4 separate regions of the Mus musculus genome follow, and all the other regions are linked to region 4. The links are chromatin contacts, called in public Hi-C and promoter capture Hi-C maps. All regions are on one chromosome and are shown on one strand. Each heading gives the region's core, a stretch centred on a gene start, on an enhancer-like site or on the middle of the called end of the contact. The rest is flanking DNA. Distances are from core to core; before and after follow the strand shown.

Region 1 (3,347 bases), core at 523-3,022, 200 kb after region 4:
GGAGGTTCTGGACACTGAGACAGTGACTGCTGTGACAGAGCTGTGGGACCACTGGCTCCCTCTGTGGCTTCCTGGCTTGTACAACTCCTTCCAGAAAGATCCCTTTAATTCTGCGGTCAAAGCAATGGGTGAAACTGTGCTGCCCCCACCCCCAACAAGTCCAGCCTAGAGTTCCCAAGGTCAAATGCGGTGAATTGATGTTGGACTTGGATATGGAACATGTCACTTCTCCCTTAGCCTAGAAGGACTAAGGGTATGGCACGTTAGTGGCCACATTGCCCTGTGATGCCACCGCCAGTCTTGCCTCTTCCTCCTCTGATTGTGTTTGCTATGCTGGGGGGTTCTGCCAGCCAGCAGATGTACTGGACAGCTCTCCATCCTGCCTTACGCTCACCTCTGGGCACAGAGTGCCCTCACACTGGTGCTTTCCCAGTCTCAAATGCACAGGATCGATGGCTCCAAGGCTACTAGGGACAAGTGGGCCCACCTTGCTGCTATTAAAAAGCCGTGTGTCTTCCACCCCTGTGGTCTCCACTTCCTTGCCTGGTGCTTCCAAGAAAGGGCTAATCTGGTTTACCTTCTACTGCAGATGGCCCCTGGCCACCAGACTCAGGCAGTAGCGTCCTGTTGCTGGAGTTCTTGGTGTTAATGCCTGGCCACTTGCATCCCCATCAAGCTGAGCTCTGCCACACATGCTCAGTAAGCTAAAAAGAGAATAGTGAAAAGGCAGAGAAGAAGGGCTGGAGAGATGGCTCAGCAGGTTCAGATACGCCTTGCTCTTCCAGAGGACAGTAATTGAATTCCCAGCAACCACATGACGGCAGGGGTGGGGTGGGGTGAGGTAGGGAGTGGGTGGGGATGGGTGGAGGGTAGGGGGTGGGGATGAGTGGGGGGTAGGGAGGTGGGGATGAGTGGGGAGATCCAATACTCTCATGGCCTCTGTGGAGCAACTGTACCTTCTGCCTCTCTCTCTCTCTCTCTGTCTCTCTGTCTCTCTCTCATCACTCTTATTCACACATGCATGCAAACACACACACACACACAAATAAATGAACAAAAATAAAGCTTAGGAAAGCAGAGAAAAGAGATTTGTTTGAGGTGGTCACCCTGGGAAAGAAACAAATAAATAGGTCTGGTGACAATCCCAACCCAAGAGCTCATCTTTCAGGGTGCACCCGTGGACTTTAGTGTGCTGAGCAGTCCCATCAGGACTGAGTGATTGTTCCAGTCCATCCATCCAACTCCGTGGTCTGACAAATTGTCCAAACTTCATGAAACTTCTTCTTGGCAGACAAGTTCTGGCTGGCCTCGGGGCTTCATCTTCTCTCTTGCCCAGTTTAAGATTCCTGAAGGAATTCCAGTCTTTGAGATCCATCGTTTGAATAGTCTGATAGGCAAAAGGAGAGGCTCAAGAATCTTTAGATAACTTTGTTGCTGGAAGGCCCGGGTGTGAGCGCCTGGGATGGGGTTGCTCTTGCTGGGCCTTCGAATTCCTTTAACCCTTCATACCTACTGCCCCCAGCTTGAGATGACAGTAACCTGCTTTTTGTTGTGCATAAGAGCAACTGAGCGTCGTAAGAGGTAGGGCGCAAGACCTGGGGGCAGAAGGAACTTACACTCGCACTTTGCAGAGAATAAGTCCCATTGCTGTTAACCATTACCCCAATGCTTCCTTGCAGCGTCTTCAAGAAGGCGTGACTCGGGAGGGGGCAGGTGGGAGGGTCAGCTGGTTATAATGAACCTTGTCCCTACTCTTAAGTCCTGGGTCAGTGATCCAACTATGGAGGCAGCTGCAGGTAGGAAGTAAGGCGATATCCTTGAAAGGGGACTTTGGGGTGGCGGCAGAGGGGGCAGATTTGGAATCTCTGGGTCTAGAACACACTTGCTATCGGGGCTTGGAGCCCTATAGGAATAGGAATGAGGTGGGCTTATAGATCTATCTTCCTGGCCCACACCTTCTGCTGATAGGCTCAGATTTATGTTCCACAGTACTGGGGGAGGAAAATACAGGGGAGTCAGCACCCGTGTGTGTGTGTGTGTGTGTGTGTGTGTGTGTGTGTGTGTGTGTGTGTGTGTGTGTGTGAAGACAGAGAAGCAGAATGGAAAGGGGTTGGGTTTCTCCTAAACCTTTTTGGTTTTTTATCACGAGAGTCCCGTCTCTGGGTGGGGTGGGGAGTGTGTCTCTCCTCTCACTCTCCTTTGTCCCGCAGATCTTCGGGACACGGCCTTGTTAACTCTGTAAGTAGTCTGAGGGCTGGAGAAGAACAACTGAAGGGGGTGGGGGGGACGACTCTCAGCTGGCAGCAGCACCTAAAGTAGAATCTGGGACCCAAGTCCAGCTCCCAGCACCTCTTATTTGCCTCTCCTGCCTCCTTATAGGAAGTTTAAGTTTAATCCAAGGCTGGGCATTGACAATCCTGTCCTCTCCCTCGCTGAAGACCAGGACCAATCTGGTAACCCCCTCACCCTTGGCAACTGTTTCCTTTCCCTAGAGACACTAGGGTGCCACACAGCCTCCTATCTCCTTGGTAACTGCTAACTGCCTCCCTCTGATATCAGTAACTAAGCAGAAGTAGAGGGGGAAGACATCCCTTTGCTTTAGCCTCCCAGCCCACGCAGAGTTCATTCAGCTATAAAGCCCGCCCTCTCACTGGCTGGAAGCTGACCAGCGCTCTCACAGGAAAGCAGGGTCTGCCAGTCTTTTGATGCCCCTGTACCAGGGCTGTGCCCCCTCCTTCTTTTTTTTTTTTCTGCTACCTGTCTCCTCCTCCAGATCCCTGGAACCTGCACCGGCCTCGCTTTTGTCTGTTGAGCAAGGAGGAGGAAAAGACTTTTGGGTTCCATTTGCAGCAGCATCTAGGCAAGGCTGACCATGTGGTGTGCAGGGTCGATCCGGGCACCTCAGCCCAGCGCCAGGGTCTCCGGGAAGGAGATCGGATCCTAGCGGTGAACAATAATATTGTGGCACATGAGGACCACGCGGTGGTGAGGCTGGGCTGGGACTCCTCGTGGTACAAAAGAACATTCCATAGCACTTCATGGGCCAAGCCTCACTCTCCTCAGACCCCATGATTTGGAGGTACCTAGGGAGAAAGATTGAGTGAAGGCAACTACAGACGTGGGTTTCACAGTGAAAACGCACGTTCTAGGGGATCCTGGGATTTCAGAGGGCCAACCTTTTTCTCCTGTGTCCCCTTTTATAGGTAGTGCGCTACATCCGGGCCAGCGGTCCCCGGGTATTGCTGACAGTCTTGGCACAACACGTGCATGATGTGGCGCGTGTTCTGCAGGGGAGTGACGCTTTCCTCTGTCCTACCCTACCCTCGGGGGTCAGGCCCCGGTTGTGC
Region 2 (3,506 bases), core at 432-2,931, 170 kb after region 4:
ATCCTTTGGATTTGCTATGCCTGACCCTTTGGCATAATGCTTAATCTTCTTATTTCTCAGTTTCTTTTCTCCAAAGGAAAGTTAAAAAAAACCCTGCGTCATAGGCAGATCTCTAGAAGTGTGAGGCCATCCTGGTCTACTTACCAAATTCCAGGCCAGCCAAAACTACATAGTAAGATACTGTCTCAACAAAATAAAGCAAAAACCCTGCTTCATGGAGTACTAAGATTATCTGAGAAGAGTGTACAGTTTATAGTAGTTTTTCAGTAAGTACTTATGTTAGACAGGCCTGGTGACATGTTTATAGTCACTGCACCCAAGAGAGGGGGAAGACTGGGCAGTCAAAGCCAGCCTCAGCAACAGCCTGAGTTAGTGAGACCCTAACGCACGCGCGCGCGCTTACATACAAAGCAATCATTGGGGTATTGTCTATCATGAGGTATTGGAGATTAACTTGAAGAATAGAGGGTCCATCTGGAAAATTCGAAGATTGGTCCTGAGGAATGACCATAGGTGAGACAGGGATGAAGGGAAATTGGGAAAGATTGGATCCCAAACCCCCATGAACCTCATAGTCTCAGGGTGGGTGTGGACATGTCCTGCAGGGTCGCTAGTTTCCTGGGCTGCAGAGAGGTTTGGGCGAGGGTTGGGGGCTGGTGTTGGATTATTAGCATCTTCCGCTGCAGTAGCAGTGGAAGCAGTACCCAGAACCTAAGCCTACCTACCTCCTATCTGTCTCTGCATGTGACAGGCGGGAACTAAAAAGCTCAGGTCACGTGACTTACTGACCCCTTAAAGAAATAGAGGATAGGGCAGGCAGGAGCCAAGAGTAATTGAGAAAGGGCCAAAGCAAGTAGGCGGGGTGCGGGGGCGGGGGCGGTGTAAGCGCTCTGAGGACCCAGCCACGCTTGTAGGTGAGAGAGAATGTCCATGTCTATGAAAAGCCGTCCAAGACAGAATCTGAAGAGCTTTGTGTATGTATGGACTGCAGCCTCTTAGATCAGCCTATACTGGCTTGGAGACCTGAATCTGGCTGGTCGAATAGAATAAAGACTTTGATGGCCAAAGCAGGCTGTGACTGGGTCAAGGTTAACCTTGGAGCTGCCTGCAGGCTTTGTCATAACTACTATCCCCTGTCTCTTCATAACTAGTGTCCTCTTGAGCCCTTAGAGAGGGGGGATGTGAAGAGGCGTGAGAGGCTGTCTCAAAGTCTCAAGAATTATACATTCAAGTCCTTTGTACTTTAGGGTTGGGTGGGGCTGCGCTCCAAAGCTGAACTGCAAGAGATAAGCAATGAGGGGTTTGTGTATGCAGATAGACCGACAGCTTCCCAACCCCCCTGGGCACCTACCGCTCAAGGACCTGCCTCTCTGAGTAACATCAAGTCTCCCTCCCTTGGTGACCTCCGGGTTGACCTCAGTCCTAGGTCCAAAAAAGGGCCCCATTCGGGCCCCAACTCTGCAGGCATAGCTTTCACCACCTCCATCCTTGCTACTCGCGGAGTGAGGGGCAGTACGGGCCCTTTAAGAGCAGCAGGACCAGCGAGCAGAAGCTTGGAAGAGAACACTGCCGCCCGACTAGGTCCAGAGGACAGGCGCTGGGGACCAGACTACGAGAACCCGGCGGGTTCATCCAAGTGGGATCGCGGCGGGACCTCAACCATCTCTCCGCAACTGTGTCATCCTTTCTGACCCGAGCCCTGCCTTCCTCTACTGCCCGCCCTGGCCTAGCCCCGCCCCGGCCCGGGCCACCGGGACAGGGAGCCGGGGCGCGGGTGCCGCAGCCAGAGGCAGGTGAAGAGAGCCGGAGTGTCCACCTCCCGCGCCGCAACGCTGAGCATCCGGGTCGAACATCCCGGTTGAGCATCTCTGCTGAGCATCCTTGCGTCGCAGCGGCCGGAGACGCGTCAAGGTGACCAGGCGAGCAGGGGACAAGAGGGTCGGCTTGGAGGGTCTGGGGTCTGTCGCTGTTTGGGGGAACAGTCCGGAGGAGCGGGATGGGGAGGCCGGCCGAGGAGCGGTGCCAGTCCGTGCAGAGAGGGGCTCGGAGCCGAGGCCAGAGCCTCCCCCGGCCCACCCTGTGCCTCCTAGCTTCCCCGACCTCCGAGCGGGTGGTTACCCTCGCCCGGCCCCCAGGGACTGCTTGTCTGTGGGGTAAGGAGATTAAGGCCGCGGCGGGGAGGGAGGAGCGGGCACAGCTTCGATGGGCCAGGCGAGCAAGGCCAGGCTGAGACTGCCAAGGAACGAGGCGAGGTCGCAACTGAGTGTCACTGCACCACCGGGTGTGTGCTGCCCGAGTGCATAAGACCCGGCGGGAAAAGGGGTGCGGACAGTTGGGGGATCTGCCCGGAGAAGGAGGCTGGGGTGGGAGGAGTGGAGGCGGGGCAGCATCGGAAAGCTATGGCGCCTTGAGCAAGGGCTGGAGGGTCTGCCCGGAGCTAAGCAGGCCCTCTCCTGCAGGCCGGCTGCGTGATGGCGGAGAAGGCATTGGAGGCCGTGGGCTGTGGACTGGGCCCTGGGGCTGTGGCCATGGCTGTGACACTGGAGGACGGGGCAGAGCCCCCTGTGCTGACCACGCACCTAAAGAAGGTGGAGAACCATATCACAGAAGCACAGCGCTTCTCTCACCTGCCCAAGCGCTCTGCTGTGGACATCGAGTTCGTGGAACTGTCCTATTCCGTGCGGGAGGGGCCCTGCTGGCGCAAACGGGGTAGGTGGCAGCCCCATGGGACTCTCCCTGAGTTGCCTTTCCAGGAGCATAAGTCCTGGGGATACCCTACTCTGCGAGCTTTGTGGGCCCTAACCCTCACTGCACAACTGCAGTTGAGGTACAAGATCCCTGCTCCCCACATCTGCCAGCACTATGGGAGTTCAAACAGCTATTGAAGCTTTTTCTTCTAAATAGACCCTATGACCTCTCAATCTCTCAGTCTCTCTCAGTCTTCTCTCTCTCAGTCTCTTCTCTCTCTTAGTCTTCTCTTTCTCAGTCTTCTCTCTCTCTCAGTCCTCTCTCTCTCTCAGTCCTCTCTCTCTCTCTCTCTCTCTCTCTCTCTCTCTCTCTCTCTCTCTCTCTCTCTCTCTCCCTGCCTGTGAAGGTCGGTTTGGGGAAGGGGACCACTCTATCTGTGGAGGCTGTTTTCAAGGTCCAACAGTATCCTTACACCTATTTTTAAAGATGTTCTCATTCCAGCCATCTTACTCCATTCTCGAATTGCCACAGTCCCTGGAATCGGGAGGGGTGGGGATCAGACAGAAGGGATGTCATGTTCGTGTTACCAATGAGGAAACTGGGACTTGGGGAAGTTGAATAACCTGACCAATGTCCCCCTGCTAGTAAGAGGCAGAGCAGAGCCCAAAGCCTAGAAACACTGGAGTTCCCCCATCCTCCTCTCTCCTCCCCATCAGGACAGGTTTCCTAGAGCCCCCCACAAGTGCCTAATCCAATAGCTGGGCTGGGAGCCTAGAGGTTGGGCTGGGTTTGCTTCCCAGAGCTGGGTGTGGGCTAGG
Region 3 (3,432 bases), core at 233-2,732, 180 kb before region 4:
TGGAAATAATTTAGAGCTACTTAGGTTTTCCTTTCCAGGAAAAACATTTTATGGTAAATGTATTCCATTCCTAAGAAAGTTTCTTTCATGTTCAGAACACTAAGGGAGAGAAAAAAACAGGCCCTGAGCAGCAAGTGTGTAACAGTCTGTTACTTATCACACAACTACATGACCAGAGGCTAAAAGCATTGAGGTGGATATTAAAAATAGGACATAGTTTTTATCGAAATGAACTACTGGCGAAAACCAAAACATAACCATTACTTTAAAAATTACTGGAAAGAACCTGAAAGACAATTTCCAATAGTAGCAATATTCCTTATTAAGAGGGATCAAAAAGGATAAAAAAAAAAAAAAACAACAAAAAAACCCAACCAGGGTTTGACCTGGTCAGTAGGGCATCTTCCCATTAACAACAGCTCAAGTGAGCTAAGCACCACCCCAGCACCGCCTCTTCAGACAGCGATCTCCGGGGTGGGTGCCCAGCTGTCCAAGTGCCACCCTCAGCAGAGGCTGTACTTCAGAACACTCCCCCATGGAGTCTGTGCTTTAAGAGGGACTCAGAGGCATGTGGCACCTGGCAGAGCAGTCCAAGGTTGGCAAGAGACTGCACTTTGTTGATCACCCACTTGCCCTCTGGCGAGACAGCAGATTGCATTTGTACTCCTTTCCTGCTCATGTTGCTCTACGGAGCGATCCCTCATCTCGCCAAAGGCAGGAAGGAGGAGAGCTGCATCGGTACAAGGGCAAGATCTGTTGGTCAAAATAACGAGTTTTTAAGACCCCACTCCCACCCTCCCTAAAAAAGTGACTTCCTTATTAATTTGGTTTGTTTTGTAGCCAACACTTGACTGGACTTGCCTTTGGGGATTTGTACCGTGCAGCTCCTGCTACAGTTGTTACAGAGTCAGGGTTATCTCTGATAAGGAGGCATCTGTAGGATTTTGATCCCCAAAGAATTTGGGATAAGTCACAAATAGTTTTGCTTTAGAACTAGGCAAAGTCAAAGCAACTTTGAATAACTGACTCCTCTCTTCAGACGAGTTAAGCATGGAAGCAGACTCAACATACCTTGTCATAGTTTTAAGGTCTTCAAAGTGATGGAATATGAAAATCAATTTTTTTTTAAATTTTGTTTTTTGCTTTTTTTGTTCCCTAGATGCCTCCTGACCTAGTATACTGGGTTAAAAGGGAATTAAAAACATTTTTAAAAAAAAAGTTCACTGGTTGATTCATCTCCCTCCTTTTGCCTGGAGATCAGGCCAAACATCAAGCGTGTTGGGAGGGGCACAGTTTAAAGCAACACTACCACCTAAGGCATCTGCCAGCGATTTACAATGCAAAACGACAGACAGCAACTCTTAGTGCGGCACAGAGAACGGGCAGCAAGCAGCTTTCTGCAGCATGGACATGGACGTTAACAGCTCTAACGGGCTGCCCCTTCCTGCAAAAATGTATTTATCAAGATAGGCAGAGGGCGCTGCTCACACACAACAGGAGGGGCCGCGGATAACTAGGCTCCACAACTGCCAAGCCCGCCGAGGCTGCACTGGCTGGTCCGGTGACATAAAAATCCATGCTCCACACACTCTCCTCTAAGACTGCACTCTGTACACTTCTCACACTCCAAGGAAGATTTATCTTTGTTCCCCTTTGCAGAACTTGGGAAGTTCCTCAAACGTTTAGGACAGGAGAGCCAAACCACAGAGCTTCTCAAAGCCCCCAGGGACCACAGCCTTGCAAAGCTCCTTTGCTGTCTGCTAAGACCGCTGCCTGTGCATTCATTACAAGAGCAGTGTGGCCGGGCTTCTGGCCCCTTTCCAACACAGAGCCTGCAGAGGTCTGCTTCCTACAGTTAGAGGCCAAAGCACTTTTTAGAATTTAGTGTTGCAGAAAACTGAGCCCCTCTCATCTTTAGCTGCTCCCATAATCACTCTAATCCCTTAATCCCAGCAACCTTCATCCAAAAAAAATAATATATATATATGTATGTATATATATATATTTATATATATATATATATATATGAACCCAGAAAAAAAACTTATTTACAAAGTTTATACAAGTATACACATCCAATTTTCTACGGGTCACGCTTTGCCACAGAGGAAAGAAGGTCAAGGCTCCCTCCGACAAGTCTTTACAGCGAGTGCCTTCCTGCTCATGGACGCGTGTGAGCCAGCGTAGTGTTCTGCTGTAGAGCACAGAGGCTTGTCATCTGGCTCCTGCAGTGAGAGGCTGCTCTTTCCTTTGGGAGCGACGATGGTACGTCTACTCAGCCCGGAAGAAAATTTTACTTGGTATTGTTTTTTTTTTTAAATACATGTATGTACAGTGTGGATGGACTGCAGTTGTGAATCAACTCCTCCATATAAAGAAAAGGAAAATGGCGCTGCCATCACTAGTCCACCTTCCGGCCCTGGGCTGAGTACTGGTAGAACAGGAGGTGAGACTTCAACGTGAAACCAAAATGAAGAGGCAAAGAAATAAAAAAGAAAATAGAACATGACTCTGTTGATTCCTTGGGCTGTGTGTAAAGATGATATTCTTAATGGTCTTGTAGCATAAGGCACTTCGCACAAATAAGTAATAAGCTCTTCAGGCTTAAAAACGGATGAATAATCAGGGAGAAGTTGAAATGCAGTAGAGTCAGCTAGTGGAGAACTTTAGACAGGTGCATGTGTTCACCCAAATTCTTCTCTTTTTTAGGGTTTCTCCCCTTCTTTTCTTTTCCTCCTTCCTTGTCCCCTTTCCCCAGAAAACATCTTTAAAGACCAGCAGTTAGTGCAACGAATGTTCAGTCAGCACACAGTGCAAACAAGTGGAACAAAAAAGGTCTATGTCTTCTTTTCAGTTTTTCTTCACCAGTTTAAAAAAAAGAAAAATGTCTGAGCTCTTATATAACTCTTCATAGTTCCAAAATAAAGATGAAAAAACCCACAAAGAGAAGAGCACCCCCCCAAAATGATGTGTCACAGATCCAAAGAGCCTTCTGTAGTTTGTCAAAGCCTATGGGAAAAGTTTAGAAATTTAAAATTAGTATCCATGAAAGCAATATAAAAAAGGAGACATGTTTTCACAAGCCTTACAGTAAACTCTCTCTTCTCCTAAGGTGATCTACTAGTTACATGGAAGATTTCACTTGGCTGTTGCAGCTCGTGCAGGCAAGTCCAGTCTGTTTCAGTTGAGCTAGGGCTAAAGGCTGGCTGAGAAAAATCAACTAAACTACAAGTTTCCCACATACCCAAGGACAGAATGAGACGTTCCAAGTTCTGACTGCAGGCAGCCTTCATTCACAACTAAGAGGCCATGGGTGTGGCCTTCATCTCTAATGCCAGCACTGGGAAAGTGGAAGCATGGACATTGGGTTTTCAAGACTATCCTACAGTAGATGAAGAGTTTGAAGGCATCTCTGGCTGCCTGAGCCGCTCT
Region 4 (3,470 bases), core at 157-2,656:
CTACACACATTGCAGACTTTAAGTCCACCCAGCATGGGGGAAAGGACAGAACCCCATCAGCCCTTCAGTGGCCCCCACTTTTCCACTAGGACCTTTCTCTGGGGTTGGGGAAAATGGGTGGTTCCTGGAGCAGACCCTGACGGTCTGAGCTCAGGTCCTATCGAGTTCACCTAGCTGAGACACCCACACCCCTGCAGCCACTTTGCAGTGACAACCTGAGTCTCAGGTTCTGCATCTATAAAAAGCAGTGCCTTTCAGGAGGGCATGCAGAGCCCCCTGGCCAGCGTCTAGAGGAGAGGTGACTGAGTGGGGCCACGTCACTCGTCCATGGCTGGAGAACCTCCATCAGTTCTCCCAGTTAGCCTGGGGCAGGAGAGAACCAGAGGAGCTGTGGCTGCTGATGGTGTTTCTTCCCCAACTGTTGTCCCAGGCATCGAACCCCAGAGCGACCTGCACACAGTCCACCGCTGAGCCACACCCCAGCCCTCCACCTCCTCTGCTCCTGGTTACAGGATTGTTTTTGTCTTGAAGGGTTTTGTTGTTGCTACTTTTTGCTTTGTTTTTGTTTTTGCTTTTTTTTTTTTTTTTTTTTAACATAAGGTTTCTCTTTGTAGCCCTAGCTGTCCTGGAACTCACTCTGTAGACCAGGCTGGCCTCAAACTCAGAAATCCACCTTCCTCCCAAGTGCTGGGATTAAAGGCATTCGCCACCATCGCCCAGCCCCTGGTCTTGTTTCCTAAGGTTTTCCTGCTTTACTCGCTACCCGTTGCACAACCGCTTGCTGTCCAAGTCTGTTTGTATCTACTCCACTGCCCACTAGCCTTGCTGGACTGGACCTGCGTTTACCTGGAAGCCTTCACTAACTTCCCTTGTCTCCACCTTCTGGAGAAATCTGAAGGCTCACACTGATACCCTCCGCTTCTCCCAGAGTCGCAGTTTCTTAGGCCTCAGTTAAATACTAGAATTGGATCTCAGGCTCTGCTATCCCCACCCTACCTAACCAACCCCCTCCTCTCCCATCCTTACTAGCCAAAGCCCTTTCAACCCTTGGGGCTTTTCCTACACCTACACACCAGGGCAATTTTAGAACTCATGGCTCTCCTAGGAAAACGCCTACCTCCTTGGAGACAGCACCCTCTACAGTCCAGGAGGCAGACACTCAGACAGAGGAACTCTGTCCTTCAGTCGCGGGAGTTCCAGAAAGAGCCATACTCCCCTGCAGCTAACTAAGCTGCCAGGACCCAGCCAGAGCATCCCCCTTTAGGCCCGAGGGCCAGCTCCCCAGCCTGAAAAACCTGTCTGGGGCCCCTCCCTGAGGCTACAGTGCCCAAGGGGCAAGTTGGACTGGATTCCCAGCAGCCCCTCCCACTCCGAGACAAAATCAGCTATCCTGGGGCAGGGCCTCATTGGCCCCAGGAAACCCCAGCCTGTCAGCACCTGTTCCAGGATCCAGTTCCCAGCGCAGTATGGCATCCACACTGCCTGTCCAGACCTTGCCCCTGATCCTGATTCTGCTGGCTGTCCTGGCTCCGGGGACTGCAGGTCTCTATTGCTGGTGGGAGCGAGGAGGGTTTCAGAGCGCTAGACAGGGAGCATTGTCTCCCCAGGGCTCTCAAGGACAGAATGTTGGTCTAGCTGGTTGGGGTTGAGAGTTACTAGTGGTAGGGATCAGGTGACAAATTCCTGGGCTTCTTCCAGATCCAGGAGTCAAGAAATTTGGGTAAGTGTCCAAGGTTTGTGTGAGTTGGGCGAGACTGGGGACTGACTGGGTGCCATGGTCTAGTCTGGGTGCCATGGTCTAGTCTGGCTCCCAAACAGCGCGGCGTACCCACCATCTGCAGCTCAAGCCTGCCATCTGGTGGTCAGATCCACACGCTCCTCTTCTGTCTCTGCACCCTTAGCAATGACCACCCACCCACCCCGCCAGCTCTGAGTTAAGAGGGGGCTAACTCCTGAGTTCCCTCTCGGCTCCCTAACAGACTTCAACATCTCAAGCCTCTCTGGTCTGCTGTCTCCGGCGCTAACAGAAAGCCTGTTAATTGCCTTGCCCCCATGTCACCTCACGGGAGGTAATGCCACATTGATGGTCCGGAGAGCCAACGACAGCAAAGGTAGACCTCCCTTGTACCCATTTATTCTACTCGTCGTAACCCCTCTTAACGATACCCAAGAGCTGCCCGTTCTACAAGAGTGGACTGCTAGAAATCTGATCTTGCCTTTCACTCCTATTTCCCCTCAGTGGTTAAGTCAGACTTTGTGGTGCCTCCATGTCGCGGGCGCAGGGAGCTTGTGAGCGTGGTGGACAGTGGGTCTGGCTACACCGTCACAAGGCTCAGCGCATATCAGGTGACAAACCTAACACCAGGAACCAAATACTAGTAGGTACCGATGGACACCTGTGGAGGTGGGATGCAAAAAAGGGAAGTGGAGGTCCCGTGAGGGTGGGGAAGTGCCAGGAAGCATGAGTTAGAGAGGGCACAGCTAAAGGGTAGGAAATGTGAACCTGGACCCCAGGAGGGCCCAGATGGGACACATAGCTAGAAGGTGGAGGCTGGAACCCCTCCTCCCGAGTGCCAGATACGTACAATCTCTGCTTTCTCTCAACTCCTGCCTCTAAAGCATATCCTACCGAGTACAGAAGGGGACATCCACCGAGTCCAGTCCAGAGACTCCCATGTCCACGCTTCCTCGTAAGTAAAATGCCCGTCTCTCACACTTCCCTAAGCTCCGACTTTTTTCTCCTAGAGCAAGTTAGATAAACTGTTTTCTGAGCGCTCAGTCGCTCTCTCTCCCCCGCCCCAACCCCCCAGTATTTGGTATGGCCACCTCCTGTCCTGTTCAATCATCTCTGCACTAGAGGTTCCTTGTGCAGAGGGATGATGTCCTCCTTGGTGGCTCCTAAGTGTTGCTGTGAGGGGGGTCTATGTTTGCTTGACTGGTTGGCTGGATGACCAGTTGAACTGATGCTGGCGGCTACTTGGATGGCTGGGCTAAGCTGTGAACCACAGGAGCTACCTAGGAACCCCTTCAACTCACAGAGGTTCTCCCATCTTCTTCTGACAGGAAAAAACATGGAGTCTATTGGGTTAGGAATGGCCCGGACAGGAGGGATGGTGGTCATCACAGTGCTGCTGTCTGTGGCCATGTTCCTGTTGGTCGTGGGTCTTATTGTTGCCCTGGCACTGGGTGCCCGCAAATGAGAAGGGCTCTCCTGCATCCCAGGCTCCTCCAAGAAGTCCAGCCTGCCTCCTGCCAGGCTGTAGTCACTGGCTTCTCAGTGGCTTTTCTTCCCTCTCCCCGCCCCCTCCTCGAGTCCACTCCTGACAGTGCCCCCTCCCTGCTCCCTGTCTCACCTTGCAGCACTCCCTGCTAGCCCCACTGCAATCCTGCCAACACTGATTTATCTCTTAACTGTACTTAATTCTCACAATAAAGGCTGACCCACGTAGTATGTCTCATCTCCGACCATG

The links. Hi-C and Micro-C count contacts between places; a contact is called where the count stands out from the background. Capture Hi-C pulls out chosen DNA fragments and counts their contacts.
Region 1: a contact with region 4 is called in a promoter capture Hi-C map of adipose tissue. The contact joins the promoter of Pdzd3 here to the promoter of Upk2 in region 4. A contact is called at or near these places in 1 of 39 promoter capture datasets (the HPC-7 cell line), 1 of 115 datasets of contacts at active chromatin or transcription factors (microglia) and 3 of 9 other capture datasets (adipose tissue, liver and pancreatic islet).
Region 2: a contact with region 4 is called in a promoter capture Hi-C map of liver. The contact joins the promoter of Abcg4 here to the promoter of Upk2 in region 4. A contact is called at or near these places in 1 of 39 promoter capture datasets (liver) and 3 of 9 other capture datasets (adipose tissue, liver and pancreatic islet).
Region 3: a contact with region 4 is called in a Hi-C map of stem cell-derived neural stem cells, with 2.3 times the contacts expected there. The contact joins the enhancer-like site here to the promoter of Upk2 in region 4. A contact is called at or near these places in 17 of 39 promoter capture datasets (3T3-L1-derived adipocytes, the C10 cell line, the HPC-7 cell line and 11 more), 6 of 15 datasets of contacts at CTCF or cohesin (CD8 T cells, the NIH/3T3 cell line, embryonic stem cells and 2 more), 97 of 484 Hi-C or Micro-C datasets (the AML12 cell line, B cells, the C2C12 cell line and 55 more), 25 of 115 datasets of contacts at active chromatin or transcription factors (the 230-238 cell line, the HPC-7 cell line, the SCID.adh cell line and 17 more) and 5 of 9 other capture datasets (adipose tissue, embryonic stem cells, liver and 2 more).

What each region holds. Positions count from the first base shown.
Region 1 is chr9:44,249,889-44,253,235 of GRCm38.p6, reverse strand. It overlaps Pdzd3 (PDZ domain containing 3), which reads left to right and starts at 1,772. Exons shown (of 11, transcript NM_133226.2): 1 at 1,772-1,796; 2 at 2,211-2,238; 3 at 2,380-2,453; 4 at 2,774-2,985; 5 at 3,204-3,347. The coding sequence starts at 1,781. It overlaps Nlrx1 (NLR family member X1), which reads left to right. Exons shown (of 10, transcript NM_001163743.1): 10 at 1-523. The coding sequence ends at 18.
Region 2 is chr9:44,286,419-44,289,924 of GRCm38.p6, reverse strand. It overlaps Abcg4 (ATP binding cassette subfamily G member 4), which reads left to right and starts at 1,681. Exons shown (of 15, transcript NM_138955.3): 1 at 1,681-1,911; 2 at 2,460-2,709. The coding sequence starts at 2,472.
Region 3 is chr9:44,636,066-44,639,497 of GRCm38.p6, reverse strand. It overlaps Ddx6 (DEAD (Asp-Glu-Ala-Asp) box polypeptide 6), which reads right to left. Exons shown (of 14, transcript NM_181324.3): 14 at 1-3,009. Among named protein-coding and RNA genes, the nearest start is that of Ddx6, 33 kb to the right of the region's middle. Within about 2 kb of position 1,482, at least 36 of the 459 cell types and tissues checked have an H3K27ac peak or open chromatin away from gene starts, as enhancers often do. A contact at or near this core is called in the 230-238 cell line, cortical glia, liver and 4 more, where this site is marked.
Region 4 is chr9:44,452,703-44,456,172 of GRCm38.p6, reverse strand. It overlaps Upk2 (uroplakin 2), which reads left to right and starts at 1,406. Exons shown (of 5, transcript NM_009476.2): 1 at 1,406-1,542; 2 at 1,980-2,111; 3 at 2,240-2,378; 4 at 2,620-2,690; 5 at 3,064-3,458. The coding sequence starts at 1,467. The coding sequence ends at 3,200.